Linked DNA regions of Danio rerio: region 1 is linked to region 2. Evidence: chromatin contacts called from public Micro-C data. All regions are on one chromosome and are shown on one strand. The core of a region is the stretch at or near the end of the contact, and the rest is flanking DNA. Distances in the headings are between cores, read along the strand shown.

Region 1 (6,486 bases), core at 650-3,149, 540 kb after region 2:
CTTTTGCAAAAGGGGTGTTGGACACGTTGGCCATAAGCATGCCATAAAAAGGCGACAAACTATGCAGTTTTTTTTCTGATAGTTTCTTAACCAGACAAAACAAAGAACAGTCTTTGTAAACACAGTCTTAAAGTGTGTTGGGGATTTTGACACTGTGAGTGGTCGTAAGCTAGTTCGATGAAATTGTAGTCAAGAAACTAAAATGAAAACCACTGAAGGCTGTTTGTTAAGCGGTTGCTGCTGCTGCTGTTGTTGTATGGCCCTATGGCTCAGACTGTCGCAGCGAGTCGCCAATGAGAAAACAGCAGATTACACGCCGACAGCCAGACAACATGGACATATATCCGAAAGACACCGCCGTGTTTTGTTTAATTTCGTTTGACAAACAACAAATGGAGGGCATTTAGGAGCTCGTGTAAGATGGAAGCGATATGTCGATGGCGTATTCCTACAGCGAAAGACGAAGACAGAGCGGAAATTAGTGAGACAAAAATGGAGAGTTTCTTTCTCTCATGACAACATGGCGCCTCCTTGGATAGCTTGTGTTGCTGAAAAAACAACACATTAAACAAAAATCAAACGCTGCGTTCGAAAAACGTACTATAAGCTTCCGGCTATCAGGACAATATTTTACGCGATGTTTGGTGGATTTTAGAACTGACCAAACATTTGTACCGGTTTGTCATATCAAGTTAGCACATGTAACGTAACGTTAGCTTCTTTTTCCTCAGTCGCTGTTTTGGTCTCTACAAGTGTTATTTTATACTGTAGATCATTTAGACGTTTAAAAACAATCAAAGCGATCATTTATCTAATATAATGGTTAGCGTGATCGGTAGTGGCGCGTGGGAAGTAATGGCGGGAATCGGCGTCTCGCAACAGCGAGTAACAATTTAACGAATAAAACCCAACACGAGCTTTTTAATGAGTAATACATGCGTTCATGTTGCACGTTTTAAGGTTACTTTAGAGCATCTCTAGTCAGTCAGAAAAACTAAACTTTTCAAAAAAAATTTGTTAATTCATATAATCGACAACCATGTTACCCTTTAGAATACAATTCATATCGCGACTGCATGTTAGTCAGACTACACATTTAACTTTATTTTTTAATTGCCTTTCCTGATATTTTTATTTTTAGTTGAAAGAATACATACGCCGTAGAGCGATTAAGACCGAAATGTTACCGTATTTACGAAAATTTGTTAGCGTATGGTTATCTTCACAGAATATCTGATTTATTGCTTTAGCTTTTAAGTGCCTGTAATAAAGGGCGCCTCATGTTAGCAACAAACATGGCCACCGCGGCGAAATAAACCATCCCATCCACATCCTACCACGCCGAGGTTAAAATAAGCAGATATGAAGTTTAAAAAGAATACACGTAACGTATCCAGCGTGTGGGGCTTAGAATACTGCAATAATGCCTTCATTCAGCTTTCCAAACTAAGTAACGTTGCTGAGTGTACCTTACTCAGCCTGGTTCCTTTCATAACAAAATGATACGAATAAACATTAATGCAGTAGATGTACGCGCAGCACTTTCTCATTTAACTCTGTACCAGGGGCATTACACCCATGTGCTTACCATTAAACTACACACAAATCCGTGGAAGTAGAAAGTAGCAAGGCTAGCATGGCTGAGCACAAAACTAAAGGTTTGCCTCAAAATTACTCACATCAGATGGTGTCCTGTTCCTCAGCTCCAAATGAATCCTCTTTTTCATGTCCATTTCGCCCCTTAAAAGTTGGACTCTTCCCTCTTGGGTTCTGGAGGAATTTCTGTTCAGCCCAAAAGGTAGAAAGATGCCTAATGGAGGGAGAATATGGGACTGTATAATGATCTGAGCCCAGCGCCAAGTTACTCTGGGAGAGCAGAAACCATGGAGGGAAACGGCGCTGAAACTAATATATACTCAATAGCGCCATCTCTGGCCAAGCGCCCCCACTGCAGTCGAGTATAAGATCAAACACTGCTGCATTACAGTGTGACATGAAAAGATTGTCTCAATTTGATTCTTTGCACTATTATTACTTCATACTGTTATTGGTTGTAAAGATTACTTACAGTTTTATTTGATGTCATTTATTGTATTAAGAATAAAAAAAAGTTGTGCTGTACATTTTACCTTTTTTAGAAACCTTGAATAAGTCATACACTGAACTCTGACTTTTTTGAAAGACTGAGGGTTGAAATAACTTCTTTGTGTGGTTAAAGTGTGCACATTAAAATAAATCAATCATTAAAATAAATCATGCGTTATAATGTGACACTGTCATTAAATTTCAGTCAGCCAATAATTTATTTTAATATTAATGTTAAGTTTTACTAAAGAAATAATTATTGTTAAAAAGAAGACTCTCCCTCCATCAGCCATATACACATTTAAATACATATTTTAATACTTAATTCAGAATCTTTAATCACACATTAACAATAAATCGTGTTCTGGAAATCAAAGGTATATCACTAAGTATAACTCTTAGTTTTTTAAAGAGTTTAAAGTCTTCTAAAGTAATCTTTGTGTTTTATGATTTTATTATTTTAAATATAATTATGTACTTTATTTACTGTTATATACTGAGTCAAACTGAATATCATGATTTTATTGTTCCAAAGAAACTTGGAATCTTCAACAAGTTGCCAGGAGAGGGCATCATCTTGTTTTTTTGCCTCTACATTGTCTCATAATTCAGGTCTTTCATATTCTTCAGTATGGTGAGAAAAAAAATATAACAATGGACCAACTTCAAGCATAAGCAAAATATGGCTTAAAAAAAACAACAGCAACTCCATTGTTAAAAACTGAACATTTATGTAATATTTAGGGGAAACATATGAGCAAGCTGTACAAAAAAATAAAAAAACTGTACAAAAACTGATAAAATCACATCCAGAAATGAGACATTTAGAAATTTGAAAGCATAAATACCACAAATGTACAGAATTATGAGAACCCCTAACCCAGTTTTAGCATGCCTTGTATGGCAACATGATAAGAGATTTGTAATTGTAGTGTCAACTGTTTTATTATTAAGTCCAATAATCTACACAGTTGTAAAATGGCCAAAGAATGAGCCTGTTTTGTACAGTTTCCAAACATTGTTCTTTACTCCAGTGCTCCAGGATAAAAAAAAAAAAAAAACTCAAAATAAACAGCAAAACAGAACCAGTTTCAAAAATCAAACCCCTTCCATGACTTTTCTGACTACAGCAATCTTTGAACATTTACTTCATTCTACAAAGAACTGGAGGCTTTTTCTTCTCAAAGAATAATGCGATATCCCACACAGAGGTTTCAACTGTTCTGCAGGCGCCTTGCTATTAAAATGCTGTTCGGTGTTAGTGTTATTTTGGATGATGAGATAACCACATTACAGCACTGGAAGATAAGAGCTAGCATATAACTTTTATAAAATTCAATAGAAAGTAATGGAGTTATTTAGAATAAAATAAACAATTTAATTTACAAATAATGATGAATATTTCTTTCATTAAGTGTAGCACTGTCTATCTACATGGCGGGAGAGCAGTCCCAATCTCAATGTGTTTTGACATGATTGTGAACACGCCCAGAATGTGAGGGACTGCGATAACATAGTTATGGCAAGAGCAGGACTTTTACTACACTTTTGAGTATTCAAATAACATGGAAATTCAGAATGCAGACACAACTTTAATGTTAGCCTTTTGAAATTCGCTTTTAAAACAGATTTATTGTTGTTGAATTTTTTAATTGTCAACAAATAAATATTGATGTGTACAGGACAATGTTAGAAGAATGTTCATTCAGAGAACATTCCCTGAAATGATTATCCTATAGAAAACTTTAATGTTAATCAATTTTACCTGAAATATTCTGGCCATAGATATGCTTACATATATGGCACACTCAGCTACTCTAGAGCTCTTGATGTGTCCAGACATCAAGTGTTCTCACTTACAGCCAAAACCAGCAGCTATTTCTGAAATCAGTACTTTCTTATTGCACTAAAGTGAAATACAGTTTATATTAATCGTCAATTCTTCGATATTGTAAAAACAGTAAGAGTACTTTGATGACCGACTGTTTCATTATGCTGGAGTGTGCATGGAGATGTTACTATTCCATTATGTTGTGGGACAGTATTTCTGTATGCAACAAATTTTATTTATAACAGATGGCAATAACATTGCTTCCAAAACTATTTTTTACTACTCAGAAAAATACTATTGCGAAAAGGTCAAATTCAATTATAGCTCTTACTCAAACATTATGTGATTGAAAGTTTGATTTCTACATTGAGTTATATTTTCTAAGACGTCTCAACATTGCACAGCATCTATTTGTATGAAAACAAAAACAAAACAAAAAAAAATTTATATATATACTTTTGTTGTAAGTTACCACCATGTTTTGTTTTAATTCAGCAAAATCCTCTGCTCAAGTCTATTACAGATACACAGTATCAATTTGTATTTTGAGTGGTCACAGGTTGGTTCCATTATGGTGGACAACTTACATATGGGGGTCTACACACAGAACTGTCAAAGAACAAAGTATATAAATAAATAAATCTATGACCATGGTAAAATCAAAACCTGTGAATTGGCATTTGGCTCGCTTGTTGTTTACTCTGGACTTTTGATTTTAGGGTCAACAGTAACTGTCCACTTTTAAAAAACCTAATCAGGAAAACCCTACTGAACTCCTGTGATATATAAATGACTTTTTATCACAGTCACACACAGAACTTTATGATTTGTTATAATATTTCAATATTAGAATCTTGATTATTTTGACCCAATGCTAACCTTTAGTGATTTTATTTTCTGCCGATCATTTAGTTACATGTTTGCTAACGGCCCTTGACCAAGTCAAGAATAGCGGCCATCTCTCGTGACGACATACAAACAGTCAGATAAATGTACAGGCAGCCGGCACCATGACCTCCTTTTTTCACTTTCTTCTGTGAGTATTGTGCCAAGTCCTCCACCTTTGCAAATAAGATAAGAGCACAACTGCAAGAACTCTCCCAGCACCACGGTAATGTTTAACCAGATAATTATTCTCTTAGCGGCATGAATGTAAGCGGGCAGTTTTCTTTTTCAGCACTGTCATTTCAATTCCTTATATTCATGTGACAGGACTACAAAATGGAAGACCCGTTGGAGAAAGAGATCCCACCAACTGAAATAAAAGATTCAGATGAAGGTAAGATTTTTAAACCTTAGCATTAAACATCAATCACTTTTTAAGATCAGCTTAACCTTAGTTTATTAAATTATTTTATTACAGTTTGTGTAAAGTTGACAGTTGAGGAAACCACAATGGATAAAACCTTTTATGAGTAGTTTTACAATTTGTAAGAGAGTCTTATAGTTTCATTTGTATGTAGTACATGTAGTTTATTTTTTTGTCAATTGCAATAATAACATATTCGAAATGTTATTTAAAATAGATCCTGACACTAGGCATGGGCCGATATAAGATTCTGATGGTATGATAACCTCAGAAAATAATATCACTATATTGTGATTACTGCTCTAAAATATATTCTTTTTTAATGTCTCGGTAAAAACACAACAACTTTTTTTCCCTTTTGAAAACAGTATATTTTATTTTGAGAAACGTTTATAATATTTTGTAAAAATAAACATGTCAGGCTAAATAATTCCAATCAATCATTGACTTCTGCTGTGTTCGTTAGTTTCAAAAACACAGATTTTATTATTATTTAAAACAGCATTTTTGGATATCTTCTCTACTGGAGATACTGCATGAGCAGTATTGCAGAAAATTTTGTCGGTTTCAAATCCTTGACTTTTCCAAACCGTGGTTTAACTTAAAACAGTTATTGTCCCATGCCTAATACACACACACACACACACACACACACACACACACACACATTAAAAATCTACATTTTGTGTGAAACATGCATTTTTCCACTGGTGTATTATTTGTTGAACTAGCTTTGCTAATGCTACAAAGGGAACTGCAAACCAGCAAAGGGCTGAGTGATTTGTTTGTTTGCTAGGAGGAATTCGGCGGCGACTCAGAGACAGAGATCTTTTGAAGAAACGAAAAGCAGAGGCAGAAGAAAAAGCAACCAACCAGTGGGTTTATGGGTAAAGATAGTGTTAAACGAGGCCAATAAAAGAACTGGAAGGGCTACTGAGCCATGATTATTTACTTTTCAATTCATATCACATTGTGATACTGTGATGCACCATGCATATATGTGGTGTAGTCATTCAAATAATGTCTCCTAACATTGACCGCAGGGCACAGAGCATTAAAAGAGTCAAAAAGAGGACCACTACTGGCACTCCTGGAAGGAAAGGTCGACCAAGAAAAGAACCAATAGTTATTGCAGAAGACCTTGGTCTGGCTCAGGAAGTGGATCCTTCTCCCATCACAATTCCTGTCACAGAACCTGAATTGCCCACAATAGCAGAGATAGAGCCTTTGCAACCAGTTGAGCCACAACAAGAACTGGTGC
Region 2 (6,449 bases), core at 301-2,800:
AGTGATGGTGAAAGTGCTGACCCCAGTGAACCCTCAACCAGCAGTGTTTGTGCCATTAGATCTACTGTCTTAATAGCAAACATGGCTACAGAAGCTTTCCTAGACAATGAGCATCAGTCAACAGCTGGAACTGAAAATAGTTCTGTGGGTGATGCAGGAAATTACCCCTAGTCTGCTAAACTCCATTGCCATCATGATTTTGTACACAACGTTTTTGTGAACTTTTCAACTTGTTAATTCAGATACTTTTCTTTTTTGTGTGATGGCCAAATGCATTTTATTTTTAATAAACAGAGAAGGGTTGGACTTTAAATGTGATGATTATGATTTGATTTCTTTTTTTGAATACAAAATTTTTAGAGAATGTATGTACATGTACATTACAGATTTTAAAATTTCAAACCTGCAAGCAGGTTCAAAGTCACCAATTTTTAAACTGTTCGTTTTTTATTTGATTGTTTCAAATAAATTGAAAAGGCTAATCTAAATGTATTGACTTGCTCATTGCTTTCTGTAATGATCTATTTTTGTTATCACTAATTTGGTCAATTGTTTTTTCTCATTTATAAAATGTAAACATTATATTTACATTTATTATTATTATATTTTAATACTGAATCAATATACAGATTGGGAATATATTGGGAAAAAATTAAGACACCACTTCAAGATTTAACGGATTAAGTAGTTATGGGTTTAAGTAAAATATTAAGATTTTTTTTGATGATCTGTTAACAATTATTCCACATAAAAAGCAGCTTTTGATTTTAATAAAGCATTAGTAAATGTAAACTAACCTTAACTTGATTAATAAATTATTTAAACGTGTTCATTGGTTGATGCTAGTAAATACATTAACTAGTGGCAGTTTATTGTAAAGTGTTTATTTAGAAAGTGATTATTTTTCAGAATATATTTGTTTTTCATTTGTTGTGATTGGCTTCACTAAATATTGATTTCTTGGCTCTACTGAAGTCAAAACATTAGTAGCCTATGGTGTTGTCTAAAGATAAATACAAAATTTGATTGTAAAAGTTAACATCTTTGGGTAAATAAGATAAAGATAAAACACTCAAATTTATATCTGTAATTTGCAAATACAGAAAAAAAAAGAATATTCAAGTGGTCTCCTAATTTTCTTCCCTATAGCTGTATATTGACAAGATTGACAGAATATTTTCTTTTTAATATTTTAATAATGTACATCATGTAAAATGTCGAAGAAAAAGTTCATCCAATGTGATTTGTTGCAAAAAGTATAAAAGAAATTTAAGACTGTGACATTTAACTGTAGGCTACAGTATCTACAATAATATGAAAAAATGCAGAGATCTAACACATAATTTTTCAAATACATGTATTTTCTCGATGGTGAAAACATCATTTTTTTTTGTATTTATTATTATTGTGTTCCCAATTCCCATGCACAGAATGTCCCTGATCCTAGTTTACATCTAACTTGATACCGTCTGTAGTTTTGATTGTTTGTAAGTTACTCCACATTAGGGGGCGCTAATGCACTTTCTTCGTTTGCGCAGCGACACCCAAGAAAGAAGTAGAAAGCTCTCTTGGTATTTTTCTGCACTTTGAAGAAAATGACATCAAACAGTCACGTAAAGGTAATTTGAACAGTGTCATCATGAAATACAACACAAGATATATGTGAGAAAATAGTTTAAAAATGGGATACTTCCGCGTTTTAACGTGAACTTACCAAATGTTGGATCACTTGGGTCCTGGAATGAACATTATGCTGTAAATCAGTCTACTGTATTCGTCAAAATATAAAGCTTTTCTAATATTTTAATGCCAGTTTTCAGTTTCGCATTTTATTTAGCATGAAGAGAATAACCAGGTACCACCACACGGATCACTGCCAAACAATTTCCTGGTTGATGGAGAAGCAATGATGCTAGCTAATAATGCTAGAGAGTACCTCGTGTCTACATGGGAAGGGTTAACGTTATATTAAATTGTAATATTATAGGTAGGTAAAAGACACACGAAATAACAACAAAAAGAAACTAACGTTAGTCATGAAGTATTTAAGGCTTAAATGGGCACAAGTATTTGTTGGTGCTGCACATGTAAAATAAAATTACGTTTCACGTGAGTGAGAGGAGAATGATTTTTATAGAAGTGTAAAACTTAAAAGTTTTATCAACAACTTTGACCAAAAAATGTATTTTTTTTTTAACTCGTGGCTGCTGATTAAAATTGGTTAATAGTTGTCATCAGCTAGTTAAGGCAGGTTATTGCTTGTTTCAGTTAGTTCTTTATGGTCATTAGTGGGTTTAAGCTGGTTCTTGCTGGTCATTAGCTGATTCTTTTCTGGTTTTAACCAGCTCATAATTAGCAAAAGCTATCTTAAACCAGCAGCCATGTGTCAAAACCTGCCTAACCAGTATGCTGATTTTTTCCACATGGAAAATAGCACCATCTATAAAATCCACAAAATAATGCCACAAATACAATATTCAACAGTTGACTTCCTTACGTCAACTGTTGGTAATGTCCATGATGTCTGCTTTTTAAGCTAGAATGTAAGCAGTTTCCATATTCTGGCTCCAACCCTTGACTTGAGAAAATTTAAGACCACTGTTTAGTTATTTCCAGTGGTGAAAAGAGTACTGAAAAAAATACTTATGTAAAATTACCATTACTTGCCTAAAAATGTAGTGCAAATAGAGTAAAAGTATCTGTTTTTATATTTTTTAAAGTATGAGTAAAAAGTAGACCTTTCAAAAGTACTCAAGAGTAGTGAGTATTACGGTGCAAAAAGCTGATGCATTTACATCTAATTTGTGAATGTGTTTAAACGTAACATTCTGTTGTGCATTTAGTTATTGCCCAGCAGGCACACAACTTCATAAGTTGCTAATATTATTTTAAATTTGATTGTGATGACAGGACACCAAAATTCAACATCTTTCCAGTGTCTAAGGACAACGTTATTTTGTTGTCCAATAATGACATCAGATGACGTCGATATTTGGTTGATTTTAGATTGTGTTAAAAAAGTGACCAAAATCCAACGCTGAGCCAATATCTTAAACCAATGTAATATTGACATCAAATACTAACATTTATTTGTCAGGTATGGCAACCAAAATCCAACGTCTGATAGAGATCATAGGGGTATTGTCTACAAAATGTCAAGCTGTAACATCATTAGACGTTGATGTTTGGTTGAATTTAGATTGGTCATTGGACATTGAAGTCAGCCTGACATTGGGTTCTGATGTCAACACATTTTTCATTTTCAAACAAAATGCAACATCCCCACGACTTTGGGCTGCAACGTCAATCTTATGTCATGTTGACATCTTGTGTCTGCTGTGTGTTTAAGGCCATTTCGGTCATCATACAGTAAACATCCATCATCTTGTCATCAGTATAGGGAAGTAGTGGAGTAAAAGTACCAATACAGCACTAAAATGTACTCAAGGGAAAGTAAAAGTACACATTTTTGTGTTTACTTATTTTTTGATAACTTATAATTCCTTAGAAAAATGACTCGATTACAGTAATTTGAGAATTTGTAATTTATTTCTTTACACTGCTGGTTATTTCACACTTCAAGTATAATATTTTACTAAATGTTAAATTTTGGTCTCTGAACTGCAGACACCAATACTTAAGCGATTTGTAAAAGATGAATCACTATCCAAACTTCTGAGATGAACAAGTTTGTAATTTGGGAGCTTGTGACAGTTACAGGTATATTAAAAACAGTTAATCTTCCAGTTCTCACTGATTCACTGACTTAAATTCAAAATTAGAATGATGGCAGTTATCAAGTGGTTATTTATTATTTTCTAATTTAGGGTGCAATTTCTGCCCGATTAAACAATCTTTTTAGATGTTCCCACACATAGTTTCATTTAAGAGTAGCCTTTATTTATAGTGTAGTCTGTTTTTTGTGAAGCCAATGTTAACTTTCTTTCATTCATTCATTCATTTTTTTGTCAGCTTAGTCCCTTTATTAATCCGGGGTCGCCACAGCGGAATGAACCGACAACTTATCCAGCAAGTTTTTACGCAGCGGATGCCCTTCCAGCTGCAACCCATCTCCGGGAAACATCCACACACACATTCACACACACACTTATACACACATACAGCTTAGTCCCTTTATTAATCCGGGGTCGCCACAGCGGAATGAACCGCCAACTTATCCAGCAAGTTTTTACGCAGCGGATGCCCTTCCAGCTGCAACCCATCTCCGGGAAACATCCACACACACATTCACACACACACTTATACACACATACACTATGGACAATTTAGCCTACCCAATTCACTTGTACCGCATGTCTTCCGGAGCAACCCACGTGAAGACAGGGAGAACATGCAAACTTCGCACAGAAACGCAACTGAGCCGAGGTTCGAACCAGCGACCTTCTTGCTGTGAGGCGACAGCACTACCTACTGCGCCACTGCCTCACCAAAATAAGTTCAACATCAAACGCTAATTAGTTATAATAATTTTATTTCAACGTTTAGGACCTTTAATATAATTATGATATTTACTAGCACTTGAACAAAATCAAATATTAAAAAATGAGTTTCTTTAATCAAATTAAATATATTCAGAAATAACATTTTAACTCAAACCTAAACACTGCAATGTACTGCAAAAGCTATACTATTTTATTCATGTAAAAATAGAAAGGCCACATCCTGATATGAAGCAGTATACATTAATTCACCCTACTCTGAGCAAAGACTTAAAGAATAGAAGCTGAAAAAAATTAATCGAAAATAAGGGAAAATCCCACTTATTCTAGGGAAAAATCACCCTTTCTGCCCTCACCTAAAATTATGTGATTCTCAAATGCTTAATTGTGATGAGTCAGATTAGTGGTTAGATATTACCTACTTACAGTAATCTATAGCCTGTACTTAAATCAAAGCACTGATTTGGGTAATTAAATGATTGTAAAAATTTCCCCAATATAATGGCAAATGATTACTGTGATTTGTGATTGCAAAGAGATTGTTTTGTACTACTTTTTAAGAAAATGTTTTAGATGAAACTTTAAAATAATGCAAAGGTGAAAAATATGTTTTTTCTGAATGTCAATGCTGATGCTGATATGTGGTAATGCAGGGCAGACAATGGCCAATTTTTTGTTAGTGTAATAAAAAAAATTATTATATTTTAATTAAATGTGAAATATTTCTGAAATGGATTTAAAAATGTTCAATCATTCTTTAGTCATACTCATAATTGTGACAAATGTTGCAGCAGTTGGACAACATAATGTACTTCTAAGGCTTTTTTTAGTCGAGGATGTAGTTGTTTAGATTGCAACTATGCAGCGCCATCCAAAAGATGGCAACAGAGACCGCATAATAAGCCCATAGATGAGGAAAAACCCAGCGTAATTTTAAAGGGCCATAAAACCCCACATATTCGATTTAAATCTACCTCAGAATTTAAAAAAAAAATGCATTTTAATGGGTGTGGAGCTCTGCGATAAGAGGCAGGAGTGGGCAAGGCCAGCAGAGTAGGGGGGAAGGAGGAGAGCGAACAGCTGTTGTCAGTTGGCTGACAAAATGAGACACAAACCATGAGGTAAAGCATTATTTTATAGTTTACAAAGTTAAAATGCAAAGAAAAAAAACTAATTGAATGCCCTGCTAAAATTTTTTATTTGTAATTTCATATACAACCACAATTTCTAGCATTATAAAGATAATCGTTTTTTTATAAACACTATAAATGAGGACTTCTCCCTCAATCCCCAGGTCTGAATGCAGACTCAGTGCAGCAGGTCTCTTGCCCTGTCTATTTCTATTTATTATGTCTATTTATTTCAACTGGGAGGGAGATGCACGATTTCCAGGAGATAATCACTCATCTCTATGCATTTGTGGGAGACTCCCGGAACTTCCGGGAGACTTGGGATGTCTGAATATCACATTTAACAACTATAGTTAGACGCGATCCAGCGGTACATCCTTGATAAACTGTCCGACGTGCACTGTTCACTGGAGCTCAGAGGAGCGCATGACAGTATGTGTGGGGTCACGTGATGTGCGTTTTCAGTGGACGGAGGGCTTTTCAGAAATGCTAGGTAAAACAGTGTGGGTGTGGATCATTTTCGTTCTAAAATGCCATTTTAACACTAAGACTTATTAGTGTAAACGGAGCCTAAGTGTGTATTTTGCGCGAGTGGGTTTGCAGCGGGGTGGAGGATAGGCGATGCCGGCTTTGCGACAGCATTGTGTTGGCGTTTGGGCATTGGCAATGGACGATGGCATTGTCAATCGGCCCAACTCTAACACAGACCTGTTAAAATCTCAAAAAAGTACTCAAGGGTTTCTTGAAACTTTAAACTACACCGAATCAAATCATTATAAAACTGGCAAGTGCCTTTCTAAGTTCATCTCTCTCTTTTGTAGTTTAGCATTTTTCCTTATTGTAAACACATCAGTAATCT

What was found. A called contact is a pair of places that touch in the nucleus more often than the background predicts.
Region 1: a contact with region 2 is called in a Micro-C map of caudal fin, with 4 times the contacts expected there. The contact joins the promoter of anp32b here to the promoter of mtap in region 2. A contact is called at or near these places in 1 of 18 Hi-C or Micro-C datasets (caudal fin) and 1 of 4 datasets of contacts at active chromatin or transcription factors (embryo).

Annotation. Positions count from the first base shown.
Region 1 is chr1:28,301,023-28,307,508 of GRCz12tu, forward strand. anp32b (acidic (leucine-rich) nuclear phosphoprotein 32 family, member B) reads right to left here and starts at 1,900. Exons shown (of 7, transcript NM_212603.2): 1 at 1,680-1,900. The coding sequence starts at 1,733. It overlaps hemgn (hemogen), which reads left to right and starts at 303. Exons shown (of 5, transcript XM_700557.9): 1 at 303-5,027; 2 at 5,129-5,195; 3 at 6,022-6,112; 4 at 6,269-6,486. The coding sequence starts at 5,138.
Region 2 is chr1:27,757,036-27,763,484 of GRCz12tu, forward strand. mtap (methylthioadenosine phosphorylase) reads left to right here and starts at 1,551. Exons shown (of 8, transcript NM_200554.1): 1 at 1,551-1,619. The coding sequence starts at 1,596. toporsa (topoisomerase I binding, arginine/serine-rich a) reads left to right here. Exons shown (of 3, transcript NM_001305555.1): 3 at 1-488. The coding sequence ends at 171. All of the region lies in intron 3 of LOC137490010, which reads left to right.